Linked DNA regions of Danio rerio: region 1 is linked to region 2. A link is a contact called in public Hi-C data. All regions are on one chromosome and are shown on one strand. The core of a region is the stretch at or near the end of the contact, and the rest is flanking DNA. Distances in the headings are between cores, read along the strand shown.

Region 1 (5,719 bases), core at 2,966-5,465, 150 kb after region 2:
TGTATTAAAAATACATATTAAATGTATTTAAAATTTACATTTGAATCATGAATTCTTGTGCTGTGAAAAAGTATAAAATTTGTTTCTAGACAGCATCGTCAATGCACCGAGATATCATCACTGTGGTGGTGATGTTTCAACAGTCATCAGCATCTTAAATCCTTATTTTTATTTTTTTTTTAGAATGTTTTTTTCTTTTTGTGTAATTAGATTAAAAAAAAAAACTTTTATTTAAATGTATAAAATAAAAAGGACATTTATAAAAAGCTATTATTTTTGTTATATTATCTTTGTATCTAATTACAAAAAAAGTTAAAGCTTATAAAGGGGCATCTATGGATGGGACCGACTCAAATTATTTGTTTATTTCTTACTTATTCAGATATTGTAGAGCTTTTAATTATTTGGGCCAATTGCATTGTAAATTTCAACTAATTTCCATTTTTTCTATTTTTAATAAATTTCACTGCTTGGAGATGTGAAAAGCCTGTTTAGTCAACTAACTCATTTGTAATCAAACACTGACACTTTGTGTACATTATTTTTATGCTGATGTTAAACATGATTAACAAATGCTGTCATCTCACAAAAATAAGCAGTAATTGATTAATGTAATTAATTTGTGCAAGGATAAAATAAACTGAATGATACTGTGAAATAATGACTTAGCAGAAATCATAAAATGAATGATACTGTGGGCTCAGCACACATTGCCAATAGGTTGTGCTTTTATTTCAATCTGTTCAAAGCGAAAGTAAAAAATGAACCTGCTTTCAAAGGCAATTCTATTGCGGCTCTCTGATGCGTGCATCATCACACTACACTACCACTGTTATACACACAGAGCATATCAGAAAATGCAGAAATCCATAACTTGGTTTACTCTGTAGACTGATTTACTCGCGTACATCAAATGACCACAGTGTAATAGTGGCTTAAAAAAAATTCGCCAAGTTTTTTTTAACATAAATCATTCCATCAGATTAGACCATTTTTGTAGTGAGATGCTAATGGTCTAATCCCATTCAATGATTTATGCTAAGCTAAGCTAAAAGTGCTCGCATTAGACCCGGAGATGTGCTGTATGGATGTAAATATAGGAAAACTCAACTGTTTACCACTAGATGACCCTATTTCTAAAACAAAGTGTAGTGTTGCTTTTAAAATAGCGATTTATAGTATTGCCACAATATCAAAATGTAATTAATCATTCAGTCTATCTGCTGACACACAATCTGAAGTTAAGTAGTGTTGACCTGTGAACTAGAGAATTAGCTGGTTCACGGTGCTGCCGTTTTTGGCTTTTGTGTTGGTGTTGAGGGCTCCTAACCTCAGGCTGCTCCTCATGCAGAGCTGAATATAAAGCATCTGCTGAACGCAGTGTAAACAAGGTATCAAGTAGATGCAAACAAGGTGCTGCTTTTTGTCTTGCCGGTTTAACTTGAGGCCTAACATGTGATTTAAATAAGTTTAAACAACTTTTGTGCCATTTATTAATTTCGGTTAACACTAAACCCACTGTCATTTGAAAGTTAAGGGTTTTGCCAAATTAAAATTGTAAATGTTATAATTGTATAATTATTGGTATGTTTTAATTATTGGTATAATTATTGTATAATTATTGGTAAGTCACTGGTATTAGGGCTGCACGATATTGGAAAAACCTGATGTTGTGATTTTATTTTTCGGCTATATATATTGCCATATGAAAAGATGGTTTGAATAGCTCTATTTGGCGGCTGCTGATGAGTCTTACTCTAATTAAGTACAAAAATGGAATAATCACAATGCAAAAATGCTTTTCTTTCTTTGCTTTGTTTTGTTTCTAGTCCAAATATCTACTAATTCTTAGATCAAGTAAAAATACTGTTTTGTTTTTCACCTTCAGAGGAAATTAATGTTTTTTTTTTCCTTAAAACAAGCAAAATTATCTGCCAAAGTGAAAAGTAAAATAGTCTTGTTTTCACTTTACAATGCAGATATATGGATTTTTATAGGAATCTTTTTTTTGTTGCATAAATCATATAAATTCTGTATAAATAATTAAATTAAATTAAATAAATCTTTGTTACACCTCCAAACATCATAATTTTTTTGTGTTCAAATGTTCTAAACTCTCTTGAGTTTCTCAGTTACAGGTTTTAAACATGCAAACTCCACAAATCACATTTGTTCTTTGGCTCCTGGTAAACTATATTTCAGACTCCACATTGCATATCTTGCGATGTGACTATTGCAGATGCGCACATTGTGATATCGATGCTGAAACAATATATTGTGCAGCCCTAACTGGTATACAAATTTACGTCATTGTTCAGAAGCTACACCAACTGTGGCATTTTACAATTAATATTAACATAATTATACATGGACTCCACTAAAGCATTGATAATTAATGAAAAGTGCTTTTTTTTAATAAAACCTGTTTGAGTCATTGCTAAGCCCTCATAGAATCTGTGCCTGCATAAATTAGCAGTTTACTTAGCCCATTATTAAGTATTTATTTTATGTAAATGTGAATATATATATATATATATATATATATATATATATATATATATATATATATATATATATATATATATGTTTATATATATATATATATATGTTTATATATGTGTATATATGTATTTTACTAATATTTGCAAAAGTTTCTCAAAAGTTACTTTGAGTAGATCAATTATTTGACTTATTTTGTTTAACAAAAATGTAGTTCAAATGGTCCACATTGCACACCTTAAAAGTTACATTTATTTGTTTTTTCCAATTAAATGTGTTAAATTTTAGTTACTGTACTCCAAAAAATCATTCCACATAAATCCACAGATCTTTTTTTATTTATTCAATTTATTTATGTTTATTTATTTATATTAAATTTTTATTTCTATTTATTAATATTCCATTTATTTGTATTTAATATATTTAATTTATTTATATATATATTTTTTTCTATTTATTTGTTTATTTATTTATATTCAATTTATTTATATTTATTTATTATTTATATTCAATTTATTTATATTTATTTATTATTTATATTCAATTTATTTATAAATATTAATATTTAATTTATATATATTTGTCCAATTTATTTTTATTTACCTATATTAATTTTATTTATATTTATTCATTTATATTTGTGTGTGTGTGTGTGTGTGTGTGTGTTCAATTTGTTTATATTTATTTATATTCAATTTGTTTATATTTATTTATATTCAATTTGTTTATATTTATTTATATTCAGTTTTTTATATTTATTTATATTCAGTTTGTTTATATTTATTTATATTCAATTTATTTATTTTATTTATATTCTATTTATTTATATTCTATTTATTTTATTTTATATTTATTAATATTCTATTTATTTATTTGTATTTGTATTTATATAAAATGATTTATAATTATTTTTATCTATATTTTTTACATTCAATGTATTTATTTTTAAATTATTTTATTTATTTATATTTATTTACTTATTTATATTTATTTATATTCAATTGATTTATATTTATTTGTGTTTATTTTTCTTTATATTTAATTTATATTTATTTATTCAGTTTATTTATTTATATTCTATTTATTTATATTTAATTTAATTATTATTTATATTATTATTTTTTTTTTTTCTTTGCAAAAATAGCAAGAAATATCAGCAGATTCTGTGTGGCCTTGTTCATTTCAATGCACTTTAGGGTGGTTGCAAGTCCTTAAAATTTATATATAATAAAAAAAAACTAAAGGTTATAAAAAGTTGCTTGTTTGAATGTGATGCGTATTGCACCATAAACTGCTACACCAACTCTCATTGTCTGTGGATGTGATGATGATTGTAGAAAAGCACAAACCATGAGTGGAGATGAACCACAGTCGAGCCACAGTCATGATAAAGGACAAAGAAGGTGGCCTGATGCCATGCGGGATGGGGGAGGGGCGCAAAGTTGAGTTGAAAGATGTCACACTCTACAAACACGACCGTCGTGTGCTCAACTCTTCCCAGAGACCACACATTAGAGTATGTGCTCGCTCAGCACGTCAGTCTTCCCTCGGGTGGCACGCTGCCCCGATTCTTCAAAAAAAAAACTGCAGCAGGCCAAAGTGTTTTCTGTCGCACCTGAACCCAGCCTGACTTTGCAAAACGAGGCCTATGTCACAAACTGGTTTGAGCCGGCTGGTTTCCACTGGCAGGAACAGTTAAAGAAAAAGGGAGGGTGTGAGTCATGTGACCACAGGGAAATTCTTGCATCATGTGATCTCGTCGGTGCTGCTTGATACACAGGAAGTGATCTAATATAAAAGTCAATTCTGGTGAAGTTGTGCACGTCATCAGATAAACTTCCACGAAGAAGCTGTGTTTAGATGCCCAGTGATTCCGGTAAACTTGTGTTTTGATTGATGGGTTTAATTGGTCGGCTTGCTTTCAAGAGCCATCCCAGAAAACTGGATGTTGTTCCTTCCTGCCCATTTACTCAAACAGGCCACACTTTCAGAGCTTTTGCTTGACCCTTCCTCATGTCAAAAGACAAGGCCTACTTGTTAAAAAATGAGTGATTGCGCAGATTTTTTTGTGCTATTACTACATAGAGAAGCGATTTTAGGTTTAGCAGATAATAAAATGGATGAAAAAAATCAGCTGCTTGAAGGAACTTCAGTCGAATGTTTTGGAGAACAGAGCAGATGCTGTAAAACGGAGTATGCGACCACCTTGAAACAATTTAACAACACCTTAGCAAAGCATTAACAAGCATTTTGGACACCGTATTAGTGAACAAACATGACTGCAGCATTCTCTGCAATGTTTTGCTGTTAATATTATCCAAATTAAAGGGATAGTTCACCCAAATATGAAAATCTACTCTCACTTAAGTGGTTCCAAGCTTCTGTTAATTTTAGAAGAAATCTGTAATTATTGACATCCAGAGTAGGAAGAACAAATACTGTGGTTATTACAGTTTTCCAACAAGAAAGTCAGTCAAACAGGTGAAGGGAAGTGAAGGGAGAGTAAATGATGACAGAATTGTCATTTTTGGGCGAACTATCGCTTTAACCATAGCAGGACATAATGTTGAGAATTTTTTTGGTCTAAAGTCCAGATGGATTTAGAGATTTGGGAATAAACCCTTCGGAACAGGGGGTTTTAATCCTGCTTCTGGAGAGTCACATTTATTCTAGTCATCATCAGGTGTTAGAGATGCGTAAGGTGTGTTGATTTTGTGTGGTTTTGATTCCACAGTTTTATGGTGTTTCCACATCTGTAGACTCTTTGGTTTGTTTTGACCACAGTTACAATTAGGCATGGGCCGGTATAAGATTCTGACGGTATGATAACCTTGGATAAAAATATCACGGTTTTACGATATTGTGATTACTGGTCTAAAGAATATTATTTATAAATGTCTGGGTAAGAAACAAAAACTTTTTCCCCCTTTGAACACAATATATTTTATTTAGAAAAACATTTTAACTATTTTGGAGCAGTAAACGTATCAGGCTAAGTAATTCAACTGAATCATTGACTTCCTGTCTTCGTTTGTTTAAAAAACACAGATTTTTTTTTTTACCCTTCACTGTAAATGGCATCTTTTTGGACATATTTTTTTTTTTCCTGCTGGAGATACTGTTGTCGTAAAAAAAAAATGTAAATAAAAAAAGCACAGTATACCTTGAAAACGGTCATCGTCCCATGCCTAATTACAATATTGTATACATTTGTTATACA
Region 2 (5,497 bases), core at 2,678-5,177:
ACCACCGCTGAACATGAGCAGTGATGGCCGACGAGTCGAAGCCCACGCCGGACTGTGTGGCACTCGCAGCTCTCTGGCCAATGCTGTGAGGGAGTCTACCAAAGTACTTACTGACACACTAAAAATCCAGTCAAAAAATAAAGTCAAATTAAATATTACCTTGTCCATTGAACATTACTTTATGTATTTAATTAGTTTATTGTATTTTAATATAATTTTTGAAATATAATTATTATATGAATGTTTTTTTCATCATTTTATAAATGAATATATTTATGAAAAAAATGTAATACATGCTACTTTTAAAATTATAAAATTTAGTAAAATATAACCTTAAATTGCATTGATTATTATACATTTATGAAAGGATGTAATATAGCATAATATACACATTTATGATTTTATTTGTCATATCAAGTATATTGTTAATAATTTACATTTTTATGTGATGCCCATTTTATACTAATAATTTCCAGATAATTTTGTACAAATTCTAATATTTGAAAATAAATGTAATTTATTGTTTTTACATTTTTGTCACATCACCCTTATAAATTATGATATTATTAATTTGGTAAATAATATAGCTTGTGTATATATTTTATATAATGTAATCATATTGATATTGTTCATATTTTTGTAAATAATTGTGTTTATGTAAATTTATTGTTCAAAGATTAATGGCATGTCATTATATAGCACACAATTACTCATATTTATGCTTATGAATACTATTATTATATTATATTATATTATATTATATTATATTATATTATATTATATTATATTATATTATATTATATTATATTATATTATATTATATTATATTAATAATTTATCAAATGTCATTCATTCATTCATTTCATTCATTTTCTTTTCGACTTATTTTGACATATTTTTAAGACATTTCAAAGTATTAGCATTTCATAAAATAATTGATTATAATCATATTAATATAATCATATCAGTTTCACTATAATATTAATTAATTCAAGTACATAATATCACTTATAATATCTTCATATATCAGTTTAACAAACTAATGCATTATGAAAATATATTTTGTGTTTTTCATCTAGAGAGCTCTCTATCAGAGCATGCATGCTGGCGGACACATGATGGCCATGGGGAAAACAGGCTTACTGGGACACGGCCTGAACTACAGCCCCTCAGGTGAGACTTGGAGGAACAAAATACTGTAATGAAGCAAGTTGCAAAAATTCTTCTGCTCAAATGGGATTTTTATATATATCCAAGTAAATTGGCTTTCCAAGCAAGAAAAAATGTTGGGCAGGGGTGGGTGGGGCAGTGGTGGGTGATTGGTTGATCAAAGTATTGACAGGTTGTCCCACACTTACTTGAGTAAATATTAACAAAAAAGTTGTTAAAGATGGACTGGAGGTTATTTCATTAAAACATGTTCAATAAATCATTTGTAATAAATACTGCAGTGTTCCATAGAAAAGTACATTTATAAATTGTGATTTTGTGGTTAAGAGAAACATTAACAGTCAGTTTCTATCTTAGAATACAGCCATCCGGGTTACACTGTGGGTTTTCAACGCAGTTCTATGAATACCTGGCAACCTTTGACTCATCAGGATGCCCATCAATCCATGATCAGCCCAGGGTGAGACATACTGTTTTGCTTGCCATTTATCACATAATAACCAATCATAGATTATATAATAAGAACGCATATAAGAAAAAACATATTATTTTGACTTGAAAATGTATGCTTCTTTTACATTCCCCGGTCATTTTTGACCCAATTAAATTTTTATTTGTAAAACAGTCATAACTTAAAAATGTTCAACTAAAAACTTTTGTATCTGATTAGTAACTTCTTTTTAACTTCATCAATTATAAGTGAATGTGCAAACATGTAACTTTTCCATGTTTTACTTTATTTACTTTATATCTTATTCAAAAATGAAGAACTCATTTGAAACTTTAAGTTGTTATGAAAAGTAGAGTAAATCAAAGTTTAAAAAGTTATATTTATTTATTTTGTATCTAATTTGGTGCAAATATATTAACTATATATTGATAATGTATTAATGTAAACATAAATAAAAATTGTCCTTAGTTGTATTAAAATGAGTTAATGATCAATAATATTCTAATGTAATAATTATATAATATAATTGTATAATTAAAAATAGAAGTATTATAATTAGATTATATAATTTTATATTATATCATATTAAAATATTCATAAGAATGGATGAATGGATGGATGAATGGATGGATGGATGGATGGATGGATGGATGGATGGATGGATGGATGGAAGGATAGAAAGAAAAAAAGAAAGAAAGAAAAAAGAAAGAAAGAAAGAAAGAAAGAGAGAAAGAAAGGAAGGAAGGAGTGATGAAGTAAGGAAGGAATGAAGGAAGATAAAGGAAAGAAAGAAAGAAAGAAAGAAAGAAAGAAAGAAAGAAAGAAAGAAAGAAAGAAAGAAAGAAAGAAAGAAAGGAAGGAAGGAAGGAAGGAAGGAAGGAAGGAAGGAAGGAGAAAGAAAGAAAGAAAGAAAGAAAGAAAGAAAGAAAGAAAGAAAGAAAGAAAGAAAGAAAGAAAGAAAGAAGGAAAGAAAGAAGGAAAGATGGAAAGAAGGAAGTAGAAAAGGAAGGAAGGGAGGAGGAAGGAAGGAAGAAAAGAAAGAAAGAAAGATGGAAAGAATGAAGAAAGTAGAAAAGGAAGGAATGAAGGAAGGAGGGAGGGAGGAAGGAAGAAAAGAAAGAAAGAAAGAAAGAAAGACAGAAAGGAAGGAAGGAAGGAAGGAAGGAAGAAATGAAGGAGAAAGAAAGAAAGAAAGAAAGAAAGAAAGAAAGAAAGAAAGAAAGAAAGAAAGGAAGGAGGAGGAAAGAGAAAGAAAGAAAGAAAGAATGAATGAATGAATGAAAGAATGAAGGAAGTAGAAAAGGAAGGAATGCAGGAAGGAGGGAGGAAGGAAGAAAAGAAAGAAAGAAAGAAAGAAAGAAAAAGAAAGAAATTAAGAAAGACAGAAAGAAAGGAAGGAAAGGAGGAAGGAAGGAAGGAAGGAAGGAAGGAATGAAGGAAGGAGGAGGAAAGAAAGAAAGAAAGAAAGAAAGAAAGAAAGACAGAAAGAAAGGAAGAAAGAAAGAAAGAAAGAAAGAAAGAAAGAAAGAAAGAAAGACAGAAAGAAAGGAAGGAAGGAAGGAAGGAAGGAGGAGGAAAGAAAGAAAGAAAGAAAGAAAGAAAGAAAGAAAGAAAGAAAGAAAGAAAGAAAGAAAGAAAGAAAGAAAGAAAGAAAGAAAGAAAGAAAGAAAGACAGAAAGAAAGGAAGGAAGGAAGGAAGGAAGGAAGAAATGAAGGAAGGAGGAGGAAAGAAAGAAAGAAAGAAAGAAAGAAAGAAAGAAAGAATGAAAGAATGAAAGAAAGAATGAAGGAAGTAGAAAAGGAAGGAATGAAGGAAGGAGGGAGGAAGGAAGAAAAGAAAGAAAGATGGAAAGAAAGAAAGAAAGAAAGGAAAGAAAGAAAGACAGAAAGACAGTAAGAAAAAAAGAAAGAAAGAAAGAAAGACAGAAAGACAGTAAGAAAAAAAGAAAGAAAGAAAGAAAGAAAGACAGAAAGAAAGAAAGAAAGAAAGAAAGAAAGAAAGAAAGAAAGAAAGAAAGAAAGAAAGAAAGGAAGGAAGGACGGAAGAAATGAAGGAAGGAGGAGGAAAGAAAGAAAGAAAGAAGCATGGATGGATGGATGGATGGATGGATGGACAGATCTTAATGATCTTAAATATACAGTAATTATGCTCAAAATATCATCACTATCCACAGGATGGCATCAGGAGGAAGCTGCTCGTACCCATCCCAAAGCTCCTCCCCCTCCTCCCCGTCACACCCCTCCCTCAACTTGAGCATTAAATCAGAGCGCACCTCTCCCGTCCACATGATCTCCCCCACGCCCCCCAGCCATCACATGCTGCAGCACTCACCAATAGCAGAGCCCAAGTCCAGCAGCTGCCCCCCGTCAGATGAATATGCAGATCTGCAGAGAGAAGAGGCGCAGAAGAGCAGCTTCTCCGGTCAGCAGCAGGGCCCAAACAGAGACCCGCCTGAGACCAAGAGCAGCCCCAACCCCAAGCAGCAGGATATCAGTAACGGCTGGATAAGATAATCACCTGTTTTACAGGGGTAGTTCATACAAAAAGTGAACATTTACTCATCATTTACTGGTTTCTTTTTTCTGTTGAACACAAAAGAAGATATTCAGAAGAATGTTGGAGACTGGAGGCCATTGACTTCCATAGTAAGAAAAATAAAATGGAAATTATTGGCTACTGGTTTCCAGAATATGTCAAAATATGTGTATTTTTTGTGTTCAACCGAACCACCTGAGGTTGATGAGAACGGGATGAGTAAACGTTTAGGTCCCGCTTTATATTAAGTGTCCTCAATGTAGTAATGTACAGAAATTAATAATTGGTTACAATGTACTTATTGTGTAAATACATGTGTTTACTGTTTACTTACGCTTAAATATCTGTATGTAATTACATCTGTAATTTAATTCTGTAATTACATTTGTAAATACACTGTTGACTATTCCTTACACCTTAACCCACCCTTAAACCTACGCATACCACCAAACCTGTCCATAACCATACACCTATCCCAACTCAAGAGCACCACAAGTGTTCTCAAATACATTATTAACAGAGTAAGTACATTGTATTTATTTTTGTTGCAAGTACATAGTAGTTTAGGACACTTAATATAAAGTTTGACCAAAGTGTATCTCTTTATGTTTTAGGAAACATACATTATGTGTTTTACTTTTAAAATTCTGCTATTTCCACATTCAAAATTCAAAGCTCATTTGGTTAACGTGTGATTTTCTTTTTCCCCAAAGAGTGTCAATGACTTGGTCATAAATGATTTTCATGTAAATGATTTTCACTCAGGATGGACTGCTTTTATACTTTGAAACCAATGCTGTTTTTATTATATGCAAAATGTATTGCCATTATTTCTCGTATTACCTATACAATATTTTATTTTCTATGCTTGTGTTTTAACTTACGCTTGAGTTAGTCGGTCCTCAAGTTTTTTGTCAGTTGAAGTGTGTTACAGTGTCCACAAGATGGCGGCGTTTGAAAATATAAGGCATCTAAATGCTTGTTGACACGACACCCTGTATCCCAATCTTTGTTTTATAATAACTAATTAAAGAAGTGCGTTTGTATGTTTTGAATAGTCTGTCATACATTCATTCAGGTATGCTGGGATAAAGGGCATCATCTGCCAAACGTTTTATTAATATAGTATTTGAGTTTTTTTTTTTAGCTATTTTTAAAGGTGTTTTGTCGAAAGCTGGAAACTTGTAAGCATCGACTTCCATAGAATATGGAATATAGAATATGGAAGTCAATATTTTCAGGTTTTCAGCTTTCTTCAAAATATCTTGTTTTCTGTCCAACAGAAGAAAGTAAGTGGACACTCTACCAGAAACTTATTTTCACTTATAAAAACTGTGACA

Evidence for each region. A called contact is a pair of places that touch in the nucleus more often than the background predicts.
Region 1: a contact with region 2 is called in a Hi-C map of embryo, with 2.8 times the contacts expected there. The contact joins two enhancer-like sites. A contact is called at or near these places in 2 of 18 Hi-C or Micro-C datasets (both in embryo).

The regions. Positions count from the first base shown.
Region 1 is chr22:18,049,081-18,054,799 of GRCz12tu, forward strand. The region is part of intron 2 of gatad2ab (GATA zinc finger domain containing 2Ab); the gene reads left to right. Among named protein-coding and RNA genes, the nearest start is that of tssk6, 30 kb to the right of the region's middle. Within about 2 kb of position 4,216, at least 57 of the 62 cell types and tissues checked have an H3K27ac peak or open chromatin away from gene starts, as enhancers often do.
Region 2 is chr22:17,903,889-17,909,385 of GRCz12tu, forward strand. mef2b (myocyte enhancer factor 2b) reads left to right here. Exons shown (of 9, transcript NM_001278856.1): 6 at 1-103; 7 at 1,080-1,173; 8 at 1,528-1,630; 9 at 3,796-5,210. The coding sequence ends at 4,135. Among named protein-coding and RNA genes, the nearest start is that of mef2b, 24 kb to the left of the region's middle. Within about 2 kb of position 3,928, at least 30 of the 62 cell types and tissues checked have an H3K27ac peak or open chromatin away from gene starts, as enhancers often do.